2 separate regions of the Sus scrofa genome follow, and region 1 is linked to region 2. The links are chromatin contacts, called in public Hi-C maps. All regions are on one chromosome and are shown on one strand. The core of a region is the stretch at or near the end of the contact, and the rest is flanking DNA. Distances in the headings are between cores, read along the strand shown.

Region 1 (5,841 bases), core at 3,279-5,778, 82 kb before region 2:
TGTTCATCAGTCTTGCCTTTCTCTCTCCTGCAAGGACCAGGGTTGTGGACGAGCAGGGAGCTCAGCAGATGGATGGTGGCTGGATCCCAAACAGTCTTGCTCTTGATGGAGCTCAGGACAGGCTACCCCAAAAGATGGCATCTTGGGGTATTGAATATTTTCAGTGGAAGGAATTTGAAAACTGCAGAAGCAGGAAGCTCCCTCTGATCGTCCCCTCTTGCCCTTCTCTCCTGAAACAGGTTATACATTCTCATGTGACAGATGCCCTCCCTCTGCCTGGGGGAAAGGAGCATCCTTTTCTCCAAAGACAGGGAATCTTTGAGAAGAGCCTGTCCTTGCTAAATTTCCCCCAGGTTAGAACAATTACCTTGAGCTAGTGCTAAGCTATTGTTCCTCCCCAACCTCCACACTCATCAAACCTACCATAAAATAACGGCTTTTTTGAGTCCTTTCCTTAAGAGTCTCCCATGCCATGCAAAAGGTATATTAAATAAATGTGTAGGTTTTTCTCCTGTTAATCTGTCTTTGTCAGTCTTAATTTTCAGACCCAGACAGGGACCCTAAAAGGGTCCAGGAGAACTTTTTGCTGGGTTTCCCTGGTGGCTCAGTGGGTTGAGGATCTGGTGTTGTCATGGCTGTGGTTCAGGTTGCTGCTGTGTTGAGGGTTTGATCCCTGGTCTCAGGAACTTCTGCATGCCAGCAGCTAAGCAAAAAAAAAAAAAAAAAAAGTAACTCTCCTGTCCTATAGTCTGTTGTGGGAGTACAAGGGCAAGAATTACAGGGTACAGCTGTAGTTTGACAATTACCATGATAGACAGCTATGGGTTTGACCTGCGTATCTCAGGCAGAGTACAGAGAGTACCAGAATAGGTGGCACAAAAGAATGCTGACTTAAGATCCTGTGAATATGGAGTGCCTCAGAAATACTGGTGTTTCATGTGCCTTGTGAATATTTATTATTCACCTCTTCAGCCTGACCATCGATTCCTGCATCACCAGATACCTGCTTAATTCATTAAGGACTAACATGTCTCACTTCTGCACTCAATTTCTTCTATCCCCCTTATTTGTTTCCTTCTCTCATTTTTCCATAGCAGACCTGAGTGTTCTTAAATAGTACAGCAAACACACCTTACAGGGATTTACGAGCCAACACGAAGAGGCTCCCACCAGCTAATGGTGGGATAATTTGAGAATCAATAAGTATAGTTCTGGGGAGTTTCCCTCGTGGCACAGCAGAAACGAATCCGACTAGGAACCATGAGGTTGTGGGTTTGATCCGTGGCCTTGCTCGGTGGGTTAAGGATCCGGCATTGCCATGAGCTGTGGTGTAGGTCGCAGATGTGGCTTGGATTTGGTGTTGCCATGGCTGTGGTGTAGGCCGGCAGCTGTAGCTCTGATTCAACCCCTGGCCTTGGGAACCTCCATATGCTGTGGGTGCAGCTTGTAAAAGCCAAAAAAAAATTCTGTAATGTTTGAAAGTTACCAAATGTATTTATTGCCATGAGTTTATAATGACACTAAAAGAAAACACAGGAGTTCCCATCGTGATGCAGTGGTTAATGAATCTGACTAGGAACCATGAAGTTGCAGGTTCGATCCCTGGCCTTGCTCAGTGGGTCAAGGATCTGGCGTTGCCGTGAGCTGTGGTGTAGGTCGCAGAGGCGGCTCGATCCCACGTTGCTGTAGCTGTGGCGTAGGCCAGCGGCTACAGCTCCGATTTGACCCCTAGCCTGGGAACCTCCATATGCCACGAGAGTGGCCCTAGAAAAAGCAAAAAGACACACACACACACACACACACACACACACACAGTCTCTAAATGATAACCATTAGATGATGCTAGTGAACCAGCTTATGTTCAAAACTAGTCTTTCCTGTATGAACTCTCCCCCTGGGTAAATATTTAGTAGATGGGGAAGTTTCTCTTCCTAGAAGTAGCCTTGCTAATAAATGAAGCAGGAATGATAAAATTAGAACATCATCATTTTACAACACCTAATGAATGAATGGTTCTGGCCACTGAGACTTCAGGATTGCTAATATCACCAAAAAAAGACAACCACTTATTATGTACCTCTTGAAGGAAGAACATGATACCACCTGAGTTTGCTTGTTTACAAAAATTCAACCTTGAATCTGATTGACCTCAGTCAAATCTATAGCATGATGCTCAGGTGTGGTCAGCATCTAACGGCATCACTTGTTAGAAATGCACAATTTTAGGACTAGCCCCAGATCTGAAACAGAAACCCTGAAGGTGGGGCTTTGTGAGAACCCAAGGGAAGAACTTTGGATTTAAACACAGAATCCCCTGAAAGGGCTGTAGTCGTATTTTATTTATTTTTTAATTATCTTTTTTGGGGACTCATCTGTGGCATATGGGAATTCCCAGGCTAGGGGTTGATCAGAGCTACAGCTGCTGGCCTATGCCGCAGCCACAGCCACAGCCACAGCAGGTCCGAGCTGCATCTGTGACTACACCACAGCTCATGGCAACACCACATCCTTTAACCCACAGAGCAAGGCCAGGGATTGAACCTGCATCCTCATGGATACTAGTCAGGTTTTGTTTGTTTGTTTTGTCTTTTTGCCTTTTTTCTAGAGCAACACCTGCGGCCTATGGAGGTTCCCAGGCTAGGGGTCCAATCGGAGCTGCAGCCGCTGGCCTACGCCACAGCTACAGCAACGTGGGATCGAGCCGCCTCTGCGACCTACACCGCAGCTCACGGCAATGCTGGATCCTTAACCCACTGAGCAAGGCCAGGGAATCGAACCTGCAACCTCATGGTTCCTAGTCGGATTCGTTAACCTCTGCGCCACGATGGGAACTCCGTGGATACTAGTCAGGTTCTTAACCAGCTGAGTCACAATGCAAACTCCTCTACCATTTACTTTGTAGTGGGAGAGAGCAGAGCAGGATGGTTAGGCAAAGCACTTTGTATCATTTTCTCCATCTGTGAAAAAGAATAGAATTGAATAATACAATATGTTCAAATGATTTTCTTTTCTTTCTTTTTTTTTAAAGCCTTTACTTTTGTTTATTTATTTTTGCTTTTTTTTTTTTTTTTTTTTGTCTTTTTAGGGCTGCACTTGCAGCATATGGAGGTTCCCAGGTTAGGAGTCAAATCAGAGCTGTAGCAGCCGGCCTACACTGCAGCCACAGCAACACAGGATCTAAACCGTGTCTGTGACCTACACCACAGCTCATGACAACACCAGATCCTTAACCCACTGAGAGAGGCAAGGGACTGAACCTGCGTCTTCATGGATACTAGTCTGGTTCATTAACCACTGAGCCACGACAGGAGCTCCTCAAATGATTTTCAGAGAGCTTTGCAGATGCAAGTTTCTAGTATCAATTGTCTATGAAGTCCTTGAAGCCAGATATGAAATCCTCTAGTATGTCTTTAACACAAGGTGGGGCATATATCAAATGCTCTTTAAGTTTTTAGCCTCAGTTTTTGTATTCAATAAAATCATTATTTATTAAAATGAATGAATGAGTACATTCCAAATTCTAAGTTTCAGGCCCCTGGGTTGATTCATTCATTCAATAATTAAGACCTATAGTGAGTAAAAGTAGGAGACACATTCTGACAATTATTATTTAATATATTACACATATTCAGATAGAATCTATTACATATATTATAGATATATTTGCTCCCATCCTTTCATGAGGCTCCGAGGCTGAAAATAGTGGAAGGCGGAAGTGTAGATTTTTCAGTCATGGAGATGATCTTCACTTCGGTACAAAAGACGCCAAGTTAAAGCTGGGGCTCAGTTTTAGGTCTTCACCATCAGTGCTTCTTTGGGTTCCACCAGAGGGCGCTCCACACCGCATAGCTTCCCTGAGGTGTGGGACACATAGGAGCCTATCTGGTAGACATGCAGTCCCTCACTTAGCAAAAGCACATTGACCCTCTGCAATGTCACCAACAGTTATAGGTGCTGAGGATACAGAGACAAAAAGACCTGGACTCTGCCCTCAAGGGACTCAGAGTGGAGACAGACATGTACACAGGTAATGATGGCACAGAGCAACAAGGGCTATAATAAAGGTGTTACCAGGTGTAAGGAGCTATTAACATTGGCTCCAGGGGTCAGGGAAGCCTTCATAAAACGCAAGCTTAATTTTGAAAGGCAAATAAGAATTCATCAAGTGGACAAAGTAGACAAAATAGCAGAGATATATGCGAAGGTCAGAACACGCGTGTGATTCATTTGGCCTGGCTAAGAACAAGCTTCAAGGAGCCTGGAAAATGAGGAAGTACGGCTGCATCGTTGGTGGGGCCAGATTATGAAAGGCCTTATTCTGTGATGAGAGAAGAGCCCCTTAGTGTGTAATCCAGCTCAGGACTGTAAACTCTAGGAGGAGTTTTATACCCTGTCGTAGCTGTGCACAAAACAGTTCTTTAGTTTTCTGTCTTTGTGTTTTTTTGGCCACGCCCAAGGCATGTGGGAGTTCCCAGCCTAGGGTCAAACCTGCACCGCAGGCACAACCCCAGCTGCTGCAGTGACAATGCCAGATATTATTAACCCGCTGCATCACAAGGGAACACCTAGCTTTTTGTCTTCGAAAGGAACCTCAGGGAGCCTATACACACTTGACAAGATCATCACTGACCTGATTTTATACTCAATGTCATCTGGTGACTCATTTTCTCACATTTTTCAGATTTGATCCATGTGACTTTGTGTCTGAAAATCAAACTAGCTCTCAAAAGCATGAAGATCTGCCATCATGAGGAATCTCAAAAACATTGTGGTTCAGACTGTTAAGGCAGTTCCAGAAGAGTCATTTTAGAAACGTTTGAGATAACGCCAGCGTCGTTAGAATAAGCGCTTGCACTCAGGGAGGCAGCTCTCAACGATCATTTGTATCCTGTCTTTCTTTGAAAGCCTCATTTCCTCTGGTTAAAAGTAGTGTAGCTCAGCAAGACTGAAGACACTGGGACAGACTGGAAGAAAACCACAAGGTCGCTGAGAGTTTTTCCCTGTCTTCCGCTTTGCAAAGCTGGGGACGGACCTCCCCCCCAGGGGGCTGGGCGGGAGGGCTTTCCCTCTTCGGCTCTGAATCATCAGAGAAGACTCACATCCTGTTTGCCTGGACAAGCAGCGGGCTGCCTTTTCCACCCAGCAATGCTTCTGAGCCGACAAGTCCAACCTGCTCGCTGTTCCCTTGCAGGCATCAAGCCTGGATGGGGAGTGGAAGGGAGGGCGGAGAGGCTGCTGTGCCTTAGCTAACTCAGCACCTTCGCTTCTCAGTGTTCAGTGGCTCTATCATGAGAAAAAGTGGTCCTCAGCCCTTGCAGCAGCCGAGATATTCTGAGTAGGACTGAGTTTTGAGGATGAACCACTTTAAATCAGAACAGCAGGAGTTCCCGTCTTGGTGCAGTGGTTAACGAATCCGACTAGGAACCATGAGGTTGCTGGTTCGATCCCTGCCCTTGCTCAGTGGGTTAACGATCCGGCGTTGCAGTGAGCTGTGGTGTAGGTTGCAGACGCGGCTCGGTTCCTGCATTGCTGTGGCTCTGGTGTAGACTGGCAGCTACAGCTCTGATTCGACCCCTAGCTTGGGAACCTCCATATGCTTCCCTGGCCTCTATCAGTGGGCTGGAGATCTGGCGTTGCTGTGAGCTCTGGTGTAGTTCGAAGACGTAGCTCAGATCTGGCCTTGCTGTGGCTGTGGCGTAGGCCAGCAGCTGCAGCTCTGATTTGACCCTTAGCCTGGGAACCTCCGTATGCCTCCAGTGTGGCCCTAAAAAGCAAAGAAAAAAAAGAAGACTGGAGGGGTCCTGAGAGTGTCAAATAGGGTGACTCTACATTCTGATGTCC
Region 2 (5,542 bases), core at 2,456-4,955:
GCATATGGAAGTTCCTGGGCCAGGGATTGAATCCAAGCGGCAGCTTTGGCCTGAACAGCAGCTTTGGCCTCTGCCACAGCTGCAGCAATGCTGGATCCACTGTGCCATAGCGGAAACTCCCTGCTTTTCATTTCTTAATTGACTTTGTAGTTGATTTGTATAGAGCACGACTGAAAAATCAGAAGCATCTTTCTAATTTTTTTTTCAGGGACTTCTTGAAATGACTTGGCAGTAAACACATGATGGGGTCAGCTGCTTATTCAAATGAGTAAGAGGAAGAGCCTATGAATTGGAAAGCCAGGAGCAGAGGGAGGGGGAGCAGGTGGGGAAGTGGGGGCAGGGACTAAAACAGAAAGAAAAGTCAGGAGGAAAGCTGTCTGTTGTCTTGGCCTAAGTAGCAAGCAGTCCTGTGACCTGTGCTCTAGCCAGAATTGTCCTCAGCAAGTCCTAAGACAACTTGTAAAAGAATAAAAGAAATTGAAGAGAGTCACTCATGATTCACTTTTTCAGCCAGGAGAGCCAGTGAGTTATTTATAAGAATGAGAGTTCTATAACTTTCCGCTTCCTGTTTATGTTAAGCAGATGTGGGTATCTAAATTGGTGAACAGAAAGTGGGGGGCTTCAAGGTTTTCTGTACTTTATTACAAGCTTGAAGTGGAGTCGGGGCTTGTGGGAGAAGTTCTGGAAAGGCAAGAAAGAAAACCAGAAAGTGTTGATTGCATTATGAAGTCAGCGTGGGACCCCTCAGACTTGATGTATGTGGGTAGCTAGAGAGTATTTTCTTACCCTTGGGGTATCAGGTTGATTTAAGTGAGAGGCCTCTGAGTACTTGGACCACACAGAATCATCTGGATTGTCTGTGGAGGGAATGTATACAGTATTTGGTGGTGACATTGATTTTACCGAGTATCTTTGGCTAAACATTTTCTTCTCTAGCTGTTCTTTGGCTTCTATAGCTTCTAGAGATATTGTTATTATTATTTTTGCTTTTGGGGGCCAAACCTGAAGCATATGGAAGTTCCCAGGCTAGGGGTCAAATCGGAGCTGCAGCTGCCAGCCTATACCACAGCTCACAGCAGCACCAGATCCCCAACCCACTGATTGAGGCCAGGGATCGAACCCTCATACTCATGAATACCAGGTGGATTCATTTCTGCTGTGCCACAATGGGAACTCCCTATAGATATTATCTTGAGTTTGACTTGATTTACCATTTTATCCCCAGAGCTCATGGTTCAGGTGGGTGATTCGATCAAGATGGGATGTGTTTTCCAGAGCACAGAAGAGAAGCATGTGACCAGGATAGAATGGATGTTCTCATCAGGAGAGCACGCCCAGGTAAGGAGGAGAAACCATCACGGTGTAGAAGCAGCCCCTGGCCGACGGTGTCAGGACAGAGTGGGATAGGAGGAATCTAGGCACCAGGTGCCATGTGGTGGTATTGCAAAGGTTTGGACTTTGGAGCTTGTCCTAACTGGGCTTCTTGGCTCAGCCACTTAGCTGGGCAGTTTCAGCTTCCTGCTGGGAAAACTGACTCTAATGAAGATGATGAAGAAGAAGTTGAGCTGTTATTGCTCAACTTTTCGGGTTGTCAAAATGCAAGTAGGAGCAGTCTACGTAGAGCGTTTGTACATGGCTTGGCCACTGCCTTTTAGTTTCTTTCCTCTTCTCCTCTTTGTAGGGTCATTGGAATAACGAAGGGGATGATTTTTGTGGCCTTGCCAGGAAAGCCATGGGCCAGACATGAGAGTGCATTCTTCTTCTTTTTCTTTTTCTTTTTTTTAAAGATTTAAAGAGCTTATTTTTCTTCTTATTCTTCTTTTTTTTTTTTTTTTTTTTTTTTTTTTTTTTAGTCTTTTTAGGGCCATACCTGCGGCATATGGAGGTTCCCAGGCTAGGGGTCAAATCAGAGTTGTAGCCGCTGTCCTACACCACAGCCACAGCAATGCAGGATCCTAGCCATGTCTGCGACCTACACCACAGCTCATGGCAACGCCGGATCTTAACCCACTGAGCAAGGCCAGGGATCAAACCTGCATCCTCACAGATTCTAGTCAGATTTGTTTCCACTGAGCCATGATGAGAATGCCTCTTCTTTTTTTCATTCTTATTCTCATTTGGTTATTCTTTGAGTTTTCTTCTGTGCCCTGTTGCCCCAGTTATGGGATTTTCTTTTCTTTTTTTTGTCTTTTCTTTTTATGGTGGCACCGTGGCATATGGAAGTTCCCAGGCTAGGGGTCAAATTGGAGCTGTAGCTACCGGCCTATGCCACAGCCACAGCAATGTGGGATACGAATGGCATCTGCAACCTACATCGCAGCTCATGGCAACATCAGATCCTTAACCAATGTCAGGGATCGAACCTGAATCCTCATGGATACTAGTCCAATTCATTTCTGCTGAGCCACAGAGGAACTCCCCAGAGTTCAGTTTTAGACACATTTCAGGTACCTATTGGAAATCCAACTGGAAATACCATAAAAAGTAAATACCATAAAAAAAACCCTTTACTTTTTATGGTATTTCCGGTTGGATTTCCAATAGGAAATAAGGAAATAAGGTACTTAACTGAAGAAGTACAAAACCCAGGAAGTCCCTCATTCCCACTTTCTTCATCCTCCTCTTGAGATAAAAGAGTTGTCATGGTTTGGTGACATCCATCACAACTATGTGTATGCAGACACACGTTCGGACATGACTTTGTGTTACCCAGTACTCTCTGATAATACCTTTACTGCTTCCTTGTGAGTCCTGAGAGCTCCCCTGTCCACCTTCCCTGCACCCCTCTACCCCAGTTCTTTCATCTCAAATGTCTTGCCTTACCTTTCCAGGAGGAGATTGTGTTGTCCTATGACCCCAAACTCAACGTGCCCATGGGGTCCCCTCGGAACTGGGACCGCTTCCAAAACCGTGTGAACCTGGTGGGCGACATTTCCCGCAATGATGGCTCCATTATGCTCCGAAGAGTGAAGAAGTCTGATGGAGGAAGCTATACCTGCAGTATCCACCTGGGGAACCTGACATTCAGGAAGACCATTGTGCTGCATGTGATCCTGAAAGAGCCCCGAAGTATTTAACATTTGGGTGGGGAGGGAGGAGGGACCTCATAGCTGGTAGGCATGGCTAGGACCAGGGTGAGGCTGGAGAGGTGCAACATTGGCTTGAAGGTGCAACATTTAAGGCGCATCTCTCTCAGGTGTTGTACTTACGTGACCCTGATAAGCCCAGGGTTAGTACTTCTCAAGTGTTTGTACCCTGTGATTGCATGACCTTTGAGAGTGATACCTCCATAAATTTGGTGCCCCTGGCACCTTTTTTGCCTCACCCTCGTTCTTCCCTGCTGGTGGGTCAGGGAAAAAAGGGCTAGTATTTTGTGAATACCAGGCCTCTGCCAGACCTCACTCGTCGTTGGTATAATATACCAATTTAAAGATACAGGAGCTGGGAAATGGATTGGAGTTATATTTACTTGGCTTCAAGGGTTATGCTCTATGCTCTGTAGTGGAAGGGAAGGTGATCCTGAGCTGGTGAGAGACAGCAAAGAACAGAGAGGAAACAGGAAGGGGGCCAGGACCAAAAATAGAGGGGTTTTCTGATCAAAGATTCTGTATCCTGGCAAACACTGTGCATTAAGGCCAGTGGTTTGTAAGAGAATAAAGACTCAATCGTGTTGACTGAGAGAGTTTGATAAGTGAGGGGTTAAAGTTAAACCATAACCCACTTCGCAGTCAGGATGTGGCCTGTGGACTTTGCCTTTTGCTAGGGCCCCAGGGGTTGGCTGTGGTTGGTTGGGGGTGGGATGGGGGGAGGGTGGAACACACCTCAGTACCTCTGGCCAGAGACTTAAGTCGATGGAGGTACCTTCTTGTTAATAGCAGGGTCCTAGCTGGAGAGGGCAGTAGGACAGATGGCTTTCCTCATTCTCAGAAGTTCTATCTCCACTTCGCAGAAAAAATAGAAGCCATTGGCGGGAACGCACTCAACTTCCAAGCCCTCCCTTCCTGCCCACAAACGTACCCATGTCTGCCCCCATCCTTATCTCTGTCCCGCCATCCTCTGCTCCTTTCCGCCTCCGCCTGGGGCTTATCTGAGCCCCTGTGCTCAGCTGGGGCTCCCTCCCTCTCAGGAACCTCACAACATGGAGCTTTAAGCTCGTGCTTTCCATGGGATTCTACCATTCAGCGTACACATATACTCAATTCTTCCTCTAACCTGTGTCCTTGGCTGCTTTAACTCATCTATCTCTTTTTTTTCTTTTTTTAAAGCGGCTACACCCATGGCATATGGAAGTTCTTGGGCCAGGGATTGAATTTGAGCTGCAGCTGCGACCTATGCCACAGCTGTGGCAACACTGGATCCTTTAACCCACTGCACCCAGCCAGGGATCGAACCCATGCCTCCATGGCGAACTGCTGCAGGTGGATTCTTAATCCGCTGCACCATGGTGGAACTCTGGTTTTTCTTTTTCTTAGAACAGATTTATTGAGTTACAACTCACATACCGTACAGTTCACCCATGTACAACTCTGGTTTTTAGTGTATTCCAAGTTGTGCAACCTTCATCACAATCATTATAGAGTTCTTTCCTGACACAGCCAAGTAGCTTGCTTGCTAAAGGGCTGTACCCAGCGTCTCCTATCTCCTCTCCCATTAACTCATAGTGCATCACATTCCTACTTCTGCTTCTACCTCCACTGTCGCATGATTTCCAGTGATACTCTAATGGTACTCAGCCTCAGCCTTCTCAGTAGTATTATTGAACCCCATGCTCTACATATATTCAGTATGTTCTATGTTAGACACAACTTGTCCGTCTGTCTATCCATCCATCCATCCATCTACTTACCTACCTACCTCTATGTATATGAATTCCACCCAAATATTTCGCAAATACTTCAAATATAGCACGTCCAAATCCACCCCTGCTCACCTCTCCCCAGCCCACCTCTTCAATGCAGTTAATGCCACCACCACCTACACAGTTAGCCCACGGGATGCCTGGGAGTTGCACTTGATTCTTCCCTGTCCTATGACCCCAAAGTCGACAGGTTGACAAGTCCTGTCGTTTCTCCTGCTGACTTTGGAGCTGCCTTCTTTCCAGTCCATCACCATTACCTTATCCTGGCTGTCGTCATCTCTGTCTTGGACTGTAGGCCTCTAACCCGACTCTGCTTTCATTCGCAGTCATTGCCTCTCATTTTTCATGCAGCTCAGTGCCATCTTTCTAAATCACAAACCTGAACTGTTTAGTCTCTCAGTGTCTCCTTCATTGCCTACAGAGAAAAAAGCTAAACTCAGTTGAGATAATCAAGGTCCTTCAAGACTTAGATCCTATTATCTAGCCAGCCTCCTTCCCCACCACACCCCCACACACTACCCCTGAGCCAGACCCATGGAACTCTTGCAAGTTTCCCATCAGGCCTGCAGACCTTATGCATAATGTCCCCTCCATCCTCCCCCATATTGTTTGACAAAGAACCTTTTTTTTTTTTTTTTTTTTAATTGGAGCTGCAGCTGCCAGCCAAAGCCATAGCAACACCAG

What was found. Hi-C and Micro-C count contacts between places; a contact is called where the count stands out from the background.
Region 1: a Hi-C map of liver shows a contact between it and region 2, with 2.7 times the contacts expected there. The contact joins two enhancer-like sites. A contact is called at or near these places in 2 of 5 promoter capture datasets (fetal liver and liver), 31 of 47 Hi-C or Micro-C datasets (alveolar macrophages, blood, brain and 15 more) and 2 of 2 datasets of contacts at active chromatin or transcription factors (alveolar macrophages and skeletal muscle).

Annotation. Positions count from the first base shown.
Region 1 is chr9:45,597,583-45,603,423 of Sscrofa11.1, reverse strand. No RefSeq gene overlaps it. Among named protein-coding and RNA genes, the nearest start is that of CD3E, 19 kb to the left of the region's middle. Within about 2 kb of position 4,528, at least 34 of the 83 cell types and tissues checked have an H3K27ac peak or open chromatin away from gene starts, as enhancers often do. A contact at or near this core is called in fetal liver, liver and retroperitoneal adipose tissue, where this site is marked.
Region 2 is chr9:45,515,399-45,520,940 of Sscrofa11.1, reverse strand. It overlaps JAML (junction adhesion molecule like), which reads left to right. Exons shown (of 10, transcript NM_001244730.1): 5 at 1,226-1,338; 6 at 2,832-3,069. Among named protein-coding and RNA genes, the nearest start is that of JAML, 15 kb to the left of the region's middle. Within about 2 kb of position 3,705, at least 16 of the 83 cell types and tissues checked have an H3K27ac peak or open chromatin away from gene starts, as enhancers often do. A contact at or near this core is called in fetal liver, liver and retroperitoneal adipose tissue, where this site is marked.